2 separate regions of the Anas platyrhynchos genome follow, and region 2 is linked to region 1. The links are chromatin contacts, called in public Hi-C maps. All regions are on one chromosome and are shown on one strand. Each heading gives the region's core, a stretch centred on a gene start, on an enhancer-like site or on the middle of the called end of the contact. The rest is flanking DNA. Distances are from core to core; before and after follow the strand shown. Region 1 holds the start of LOC101789398 (ankyrin repeat domain-containing protein 40). Region 2 overlaps SPAG9 (sperm associated antigen 9).

Region 1 (4,072 bases), core at 680-3,179:
ACAGGGTGCAGATCCCAGCAGCATCCAAAGAAGACGGCCAGCACCCTGCAGCCCGCACAGACCCTGCTGCCCACAGTACGGAAATACATGTACAGGTGTGAATGGGGGCTTGCCAGGCATGGGCACAAAAACGGCTGCCATATGGTAAAGGGGAGGGAAGGAGCAAGGAAAGAGCATGCTCTCGGCTTGTCGTGTTTCTGGTATGTGCATGCTAGTGCCAATAAATGGGGTAACACATGTGAGTTTGGGCTGAGGCTCCAGGGCGCAAGGCACAGGCAGGACAGGCAATGGCGGCTAGAGTCAAGCATGCTCGCTGCTAATCCTCTCCACACAGTCTTTCTTGCGAGAGGAAATCTTATGACTCCAGGGAGAAGTACATTGTGTAACTAAGCAGTGGTGAACCCGAGCTGCATTTAACAGGGCTTGGCACAAACACTGGAGAGTAGGATACTCATCCCCGGAGAGCGTGAGAGAGCCTGTCCCCGTGCATCGCCTTCGAGTCCTTAAAAGCCCTGGTGGCGGCCTTGGGAGAGGAGCTCAAGCAAAAAGAAAAGCCCCATAACCCTAAACAAATCCGCTCATTGAGCGGGGCTTCCCTTCCCTTGTTACAACATTGCATAACGCCCCTTTGCACTGTGCAGAGTTTTGAAATCTGCAGGATCAAAGCTGTATGGAGACACTATGGATGTGCTGGGGAAAATTTAAAGGCGTTTTACAACCACAGAGAGAAGTGCAGATCTACACTTCGGGCCCTTCTTGCTGTTCCACTCTGACACCTAGTGGCACAGAGCAGTTTTACCCGTGGTCTACGATAGGGGTTAATTTTTCTAGGCCTCATCTTGCTCTCTTTGCTTGAATAGATTTCCCCCGTTGGTCTGAGGTCATGTACCACTTTGGAAGAGGCCTTGGAAGAGGCTATTTTGCCCCTTTATCCTATTGTATTTTTTCCAGGTTTAATAAGTTGGGATTGCTTAAAGCTGTCGTGGTGTGGTAGAGTATTCTTGCTTCCTATAAGATATGGTCACTTGTTCACATTTGTGTGTGCTGTGTTTGAGTTTCACAGCTGCATGCCATGATTGCTAAAGACAGGCAAATGTGGTCATGGGTGCTGACCTGGGCTGAGAAGTGGGATCATTTAAGACAGCTTTTATTGAAAAAGAAAGTTTAATAATAATAATAATAATAATAATAATAATAATAATAATAATAATAATAATAATAATAATAATAATAATAATAATAATAAAAAATCTAGGTGACAAGTGTCCAGGTGAAGGCTGGACTCCAGGTCCCTGAGGTCCGTATTTGCAGTTGTCACTAAACATTAACAGAAGAGGAGAAGTCTTGTTTGCAAACCATTCTCTAAGCCAAGCTGTTGTTCATACAGTTGGTTGTGTCTTTCTGTACAAGCCAAGCACAATTTTTGCTAAGCCTGTTGCAGTCCGTTGCATGAGATCAAAGGCATGTGATCTGGTTTAAAACAAATGCCTCTGAGTCACGGTGTGACCTTTGTCGTGCTATTTAAAAACGTCGCCTTTGCTGCTGAACACTGGGGCTGCACAGGGACGCTGAGCACCCGCGTACCCCACAGCCTCGGCTGAGGAGGGATGCCCAAAATGGTGTTCATGTTTAGAAGTGTACTGGGTCTGGCTGGGATGTTAAAACATGGTAAAACCACCACAAGAAGTAGAAAAGTCTACATTCAGTGGGCCTCAGCCTCTCCCGACTGATTGCAGTGAAGTTCGCTCCTCTACTTCTGTGTTTTGAAGCTTCATTTATGGTGGTAACCGCTTGGGAGCGGTTTGGGTGGTAAATGCTGCAGGCCTGCTCTGCGTGTTATTGCCTCTATCATAGCAGGAACACGGCTGTCCAACGTGTCTGCAACACAGGTCCTAAATGAAGTGGTGGGTTCAAAATAATGTGACAAATAAGTGCTGAAAAAGAGAAGCAATGAAAAATAATTAAAAAATCACCTTAGCGCAAATTTCTCATTGGTGACAGGCACTGATGCCAAAATAGAAACCCTGGAATTGACGAACGCCCCAGCCCACGCTGCAGTGATTTAATTAGTGCTTTAATTGTACCCAGAGGCACACGGGCTGGGAATTATCAGGGGGTGCCCACGGGAGCTGCGGGGCTGCGCTCTCCACCGGGGGCTGCTGAGCCCAAGCCCCAGCCCCATGGCTGGAGGGCAGGCGCAAGGCCGGAGAACCGGCGCAGGCAGCGGGGTGTTTCCACCCTACAGGGGCCGCTCCGTTCCTCCGTTCCCTTCCGAGGCGAACAAGTCGGGAGAAAACCGTGAGGAAAGGCGAGGGGAGCCCGGCCCCGGGCCGCCGCCACCGCCCGCTGCCCCTGGGCACAAGATGGCGGCGGCCGTGAGGGAGCCCGCGGCGGCGGCCCGGGGCCGGGGCTCCGGGTAGCGGCCCCGCAGCCCCGGGATGGCGGCGCTGAGCAGCGCCTCGGAGGAGAGGGAGCTGCAGGAGCGGCTGCGGGAGGCGGCGGCGCTGGGGGACGCCGAGGAGGTGCGGAGGCTGCTGGGGCTCGGCGTGGACCCCAACTCCCAGAATGAAGTCGACGGCTGGTGAGGGGCGGCGGGGAGCGAGGGGCTGCGGGGGGGACCCGGCTCCCCGGGCCGGGGGTGGAGGCGGCCGCGGCTCCTCGGTAGCCCTCGGCCCGCGGTGGGGAGGCCGCTGCTGCCCGTGCCTCGGGCAGGGGTTTTGGATGATGTCGGCTCTGGGGTTTCCAACGTCAGTCTGGGCACCCTGCGTTGATGTCGCTTCACCCCAGCCATTGCTGCTTCGAGGACGCAGTGGTTTTGCGGTTTACTGAAAAATGCTAACCTCAGAAGGCTTTGGGGTTTACGGCTAAAGAGGATCATAATGAAGGGAGCCTGTCCTCCTTCCACCTGCAGCCGCCACCTGTTTGTGCTGGGACCTCTCCTTGGGCTTCACCAGCACAGCTCACCCTCAGCCTTGCCCCGAGAACTTGGAACACAACTGTTAACTTCAAAGATAAAATGTGATGCAATGAAGGAAACTTTATTCCCAGGTGTCCTGCATGCAACCCAGGTGAATCGTTGACTGGCAGCCAGGAGGATTCAGGATAGATCAGAGCACAACCCCTCTGTTTCCTTCCCCCAGGACGTGCCTGCACTGGGCCTGCAAGCGGAACCATGCCCAGGTGGTGGCTTGCCTGCTGGCTGCTGGCGCGGACAAGCAGATCCTCACGGCCACCGGGGAGCTGGCTGCACAGTTAACTTCGAAACCAGACATCCGCAAGATTTTGGGAGGTACTGTTCCTGTCTTAAAAGCACTCTAGAATTTGTGGTCTTCTTTCACCCAGATCAGTAGACTGGCAAAACTTTGGGTAGGACTACAGTATCTAATTTGATAGCTCCCAGGGAATAAACATGTATCACGTAACTTCTAATTGCTTTTTGGTCTGTGAGTGGAGCTTTCTGAGCTGCTTTGACATTAGTATCTGTCCTGTAATCATCACTCATGTAAGAATTTAACTTACTGTAGAAATCTGAAGCAAGAGAAAAGAAGGCTTGGATATGGTATCACATTCACTTAGCTGAAGAAATATTTGGTTTAAGATGCTGGCATGGGTCATAATAAACCATTTGCAGTAGTGTTATTAAAAGCATTGCAAAATTAGATTTATCAAAGAACTATGGGCCCTTTCCTTCAAAAATGCTAGAATAACACTGCTAGATATGACATAATTTCCAATGGTTATTTGTAAAAATATGTTTGTTTTTTTTTTTTAATTTTATTTTGAAGCTATTTGCCTTCCAGGTGTTACATGCTTATGAGAAATCAGTATTATCCTTGTGTTTACCTCAGAATGTGATGTAGTTTTAAGAAACAACAGGAAAACTGACTTCAAAATGAGAAAGATGCATCCAATAACTTGGTGGCTTTTTTCTCTCTCATCCCCTACCCCCACGTTTTTGAATTTCATTAATAGAGGAAGACAATGAATGTCAAGGAGCGAAAGATTTAAATTTGCCAGTTGTTGCAAACTATTTGGCCAACCCACCATTCCCTTATGTCTATACTGAAGCAAG
Region 2 (4,072 bases), core at 664-3,163, 100 kb before region 1:
AAAAGCTCATATAGCAGTGTAGTTATTTCAGTATTTATTTCTATTATTGAATCCATGGGGTTCAGAATGTAACTTTGTACATGAAATATATATAAATATGTATATGAAACATGCATCTGATTGGTGTTTTCTTTGTGGTCTTGTGTTAAGTTCAAAAGCTTCTGATGCTACCAGAAGGCATCATACTAGCAGCTAAATATTGCTGTCATAAATACGGGTAATCTATTTGAGTCGTCCCACAACTGCTCTAATCTTGGTATCTCATACTGGACCTAAGCAAAAAGCTCTGAAGAAAAACTGCATACACTGACTGGATCCTAAATGCTGTCTTCATCTCTTGTATAGCCTACAAACCTGCTGATTCATAGATTAAGACTAGAGGATGGATAACCACTGAACTGCAGCTCAGGTGAGGTAGCCCCTGACACTGGAATTTATTTTCCAAATTTCTTAGCACCTTACAAAAGAACTGGCTTAATTCATTTAAGCCCGAAAGCACGTTGGTTAGTTACTGCACAGCACAGGAAATGATATATTTACAAGGCAGAAGAATGAGGGCTGGGTGACCGATTTCTCCTGCAGAAGCAAAGCTCTTGGCTAGAACCAGGTTTTCAGTTGTTTCCTGGGTTATCTGCCACGTTCTACCCCCATTTGTCCCAGCACTTTATCTTGAGTCTGTAAGAACTGGCCATGCCACTGAAAATATTTGGTTAACCTTTGTTATAATGTGGTTCTGGTGGCGCCCTCCTTGTGCAACAACATTTTTTCCCCTTGTGTGCTGGTGGCATGTTGCTGCCTTGCCTGTTCCCCCTGCCTGTGTGTGCTGATGTACTCTTGCTTCTCTCAAACCATATTGAAGAGCCTATGTAAAGTTGCTTTTGATTACCTCTAGGATGCAAAGACCTTGTATTAACATACACAGATTCTTTTTGATCGTTTACTGGAATTTTCTTGCAAGATCTTTGCCTTGTTGCCTTTCCAGAACAGATGTACTGACATTTCCCTCAGTGTTTACTCTCAGGATGTGTCTGTTCACATGCATGTCAGTGCACTGTGCTCATAAGAGTGTGTGTATTAAATATGAAGAAGCATCAAGAAAAATCTTTACTGGGGAAATGTTTAAGCTTTCTTCTCCTAGCCCTGCTGTGCATGTGGATAAGTAGTTTGATTCTTCAGATTTTTCATTTAAAAAGTGCCTATAGCACCATAGTTTACAATTCTATCAAATGATATGTGGAAACTGAAGTTTTAAGCTGTGATAAATGCCCCAGCTATTCACCAATGAACATGATGGTAACAGGAAAAACACAGCTTCTGTAGCAGATTTTTAAAAATCTCAGTGGTCTTTCTCCTATAAGAAGAAGCAGCCAACTTCAAATCACAGTATGTAAAATGTTAATAATCAAAAGAAGTGAAAATGTTTGCCTGAATGTGTTTTTTATTTATTGGAAAGTTCTTTGCTGGAAATTAAACCTCAGGCTTACTGAAAGAGTGAATTTCCTTTTTTTTCTGCAATGGGATGTTAAACCAAAATGAGGCATTCTTTTTGCCATCACTTCCCTTTCACCATCCTGTAATGTGTTTGAAAGCTGTTTGAGCAATACAGTCTGTGAACGTTACTTAACTTTATGATCATCTCTGAGGCAGGAGTGCCCCTTCAAGTCTTCTGCAGAAGAATGAAGGGGGCTTTTTGGCCTTGGACTGTGCTCCAGATTCAGGACTTGTAGCAATCTTGCCTGGTTACAATTAACTTCTTTAAAAGACATTGAAGTGACAAACCTAATTCTGAAAAGAATCGCTTCCTTGCTTTTCAAAACACTTTTGTAGAGAGTGGTGTGATGTGGACTGTTAGCTGCTTGTGCCTGTAGGTGGGATGAGAACCCTCAGGACTGCCTGTGTTGTGTTTAAACACAAGGTGGTGCTCTAAGAATTCAAAGGCTCCTTGCAGACCTGGAGGAGAAGTCATTGTGCTGGGGTACGGCTCTTCTGCCTGCCAACATGCAAGTTTTGGGTTTCCTCTAAGAAGGTGGAGATCTTGTGTCAGCGGTCGAACAAAGAAAAGGAGAATTGGGGTGTTTGATCATCAAAGGGTTCAGAAAATTGCTTGCCCTTGCCTTCCCCTTGGTTGTGGTTAAGTTGTGTTGTGGGGATTTCTCTGCCTTGGGTGCGGCCGATCTGTGGTGTGGAGCCCCTGTGCTGGGACCTCTTCAGCCCCTTGCAGCTGGGGCATGGAATAAAAACGCTTCTCCTATTTTAAAGATTATGGGAGCATGAGCCCGGCTTAATTAGGAGGTGCTCCTCTTGCCTCTCTTCAAGAACAGAAGCACCACAGCCCTCCTCCACCCCACAGCCCCAAGGCTTTTGGGCTTGCAGGTGGCTTCTGTGGCCAAGGGAAGGACTGCTGCCTTCCCCTGCTGCTGCCCTCTCTGCACGAGATGTTTGTGCCCGGCGGCTTCTGCTTTGTTAATGGCTCAGGGCTGGGGCTTAAATAAGGAGGAGGAAAAAAAAAAAAGTTGGAAACCGTCCTGGATTCCACATCTGCTTTTCACTTCCACCTTGGTGCAGAGGGGCCGGCACTGGGAGTGCTGTGTCTGAGTGGCCACAGGGCCACCAGAGCTGGGGTTTAAACCTCCCTCTGGGGCCACCAGAGCTGGGGATGGGGTTTTAACCTCCCTCTCTCCCTTCGTGTTGGTGGGGACGGGGCTGCCACCACTGCCTGCCTGTGTCTGGACCAGTGCTGTGGTGGCCAGCAGCCTCTTCACCCAGCTGGGAGCAGAGGGTACATGGGGATGAGTGTGGTGTGTGTGAACTGTGGCTCTCTTTGGGTGCTGGTGCGGTGGCCCTGTGTGGGTTTTTGAGAGCACCAACTTCTAATCATTGTGGTACCCTGGGGGCTGGGGGGCTGTGTGGAGGTGGGGGCTTCATGTGGTGCTGCCACTGCTTGCTTCAGGTCATGGTTTATCTCCCTGGGATGGCAGAGAGACCTTGAGGGATGACAAGAACTGGGGTCAAGTGAGAAGGCCCAGCCAGCCTCCTCAAAGCCTAGAACCAGGGAGGATTTGGCTCTGCCTCTTCATGGGCTGCCTTGAATCCTGGAGACCCTGGGTTCACTGGGCTGTAGGCCTCAGGGCCATGCCCAGGGAAGGCTGGCACCACTTTGGGTGGGTAATCATGTGGGGAAGGGTGTTTACAGCTGAATGCCAGAGAAACACGGCGCTGAGGAGATTTTTGGCTGCTAATTGATGTGCTCAATGAGAGAACAGCAGGATGCGTGTGTGGGCAGGGAAAATTGAATTCTTGTCAAAATTGCCCAAAAGATAATGAAAATCCCCGGGATAAGAGAGAGGTGAGTTGGGTGGCATCCACAAAACCATTACAGCCGGGTTGACTCAGCTTGCAAATAAGCACTGTGTGGGTGCTCCCTACCAAAAGTGCTCTCCTGGGTTTTGGGCTGTGGCCGTGCTGCGTTCCTCCTGGGGAGGGAAGATGCTGCAGCCCGGCCTCTGGCCTCAGGGCAGCTGCCCGTGCTGAGCACCAGGCCTGAGGTGCCTGTCCTGGACCTCCTGTAGGGCTGTGGTTTTCTGTATGTGGGAAGAGAAAGTCTAAATGGGGGGAGGTGGCACCGGGAACATCCCTGGCAGTGCCTGGCCAGTGAACCTGCACCCCATGCTCCCCACTGGTGCTACTGCTTATTGAGAAAGTAAAGATTTAAGGCTTGCAAAGAGGGGCAGGGAAACAGCTTTGCTGCCGTTTGGGTACCGACGTGCTGCCAAAACGACCTGTCGTCAGCTTGAAATAGCAAAGTGGTTGTCTGGCTTTTGCAAGCATTTTTAAGAGTTGTTTCTCAGCCAAATCTCTGAACTTTTCAGGGTGCTGGGAAGGTCATTTCACCATAGCAACCTGGACCTGCGCTAAAGCCCCAAATGTCAACTTTGGGCCAAAGCTGTGGCTGAATCGCTGTAAGTGAGCTGTGAACAGAAGTGGATGTGCTGCCGGCTGCAACCAGCTCCTCTTCCAGAAAGGTGCAGGTCCCCAAGAGGGGCTGCAGCTCGTGGAGGAAGGTGAGTGGCAC

The links. A called contact is a pair of places that touch in the nucleus more often than the background predicts.
Region 2: a contact with region 1 is called in a Hi-C map of subcutaneous adipose tissue, with 2.1 times the contacts expected there. The contact joins the enhancer-like site here to the promoter of LOC101789398 in region 1. A contact is called at or near these places in 2 of 8 Hi-C or Micro-C datasets (skeletal muscle and subcutaneous adipose tissue).

Annotation. Positions count from the first base shown.
Region 1 is chr19:4,205,695-4,209,766 of IASCAAS_PekinDuck_T2T, reverse strand. LOC101789398 (ankyrin repeat domain-containing protein 40) reads left to right here and starts at 1,929. Exons shown (of 5, transcript XM_027471717.3): 1 at 1,929-2,581; 2 at 3,141-3,289; 3 at 3,973-4,072. The coding sequence starts at 2,439.
Region 2 is chr19:4,308,567-4,312,638 of IASCAAS_PekinDuck_T2T, reverse strand. It overlaps SPAG9 (sperm associated antigen 9), which reads left to right. Exons shown (of 30, transcript XM_027471262.3): 30 at 1-113. Among named protein-coding and RNA genes, the nearest start is that of TOB1, 57 kb to the right of the region's middle. Within about 2 kb of position 1,913, at least 6 of the 8 cell types and tissues checked have an H3K27ac peak or open chromatin away from gene starts, as enhancers often do. A contact at or near this core is called in subcutaneous adipose tissue, where this site is marked.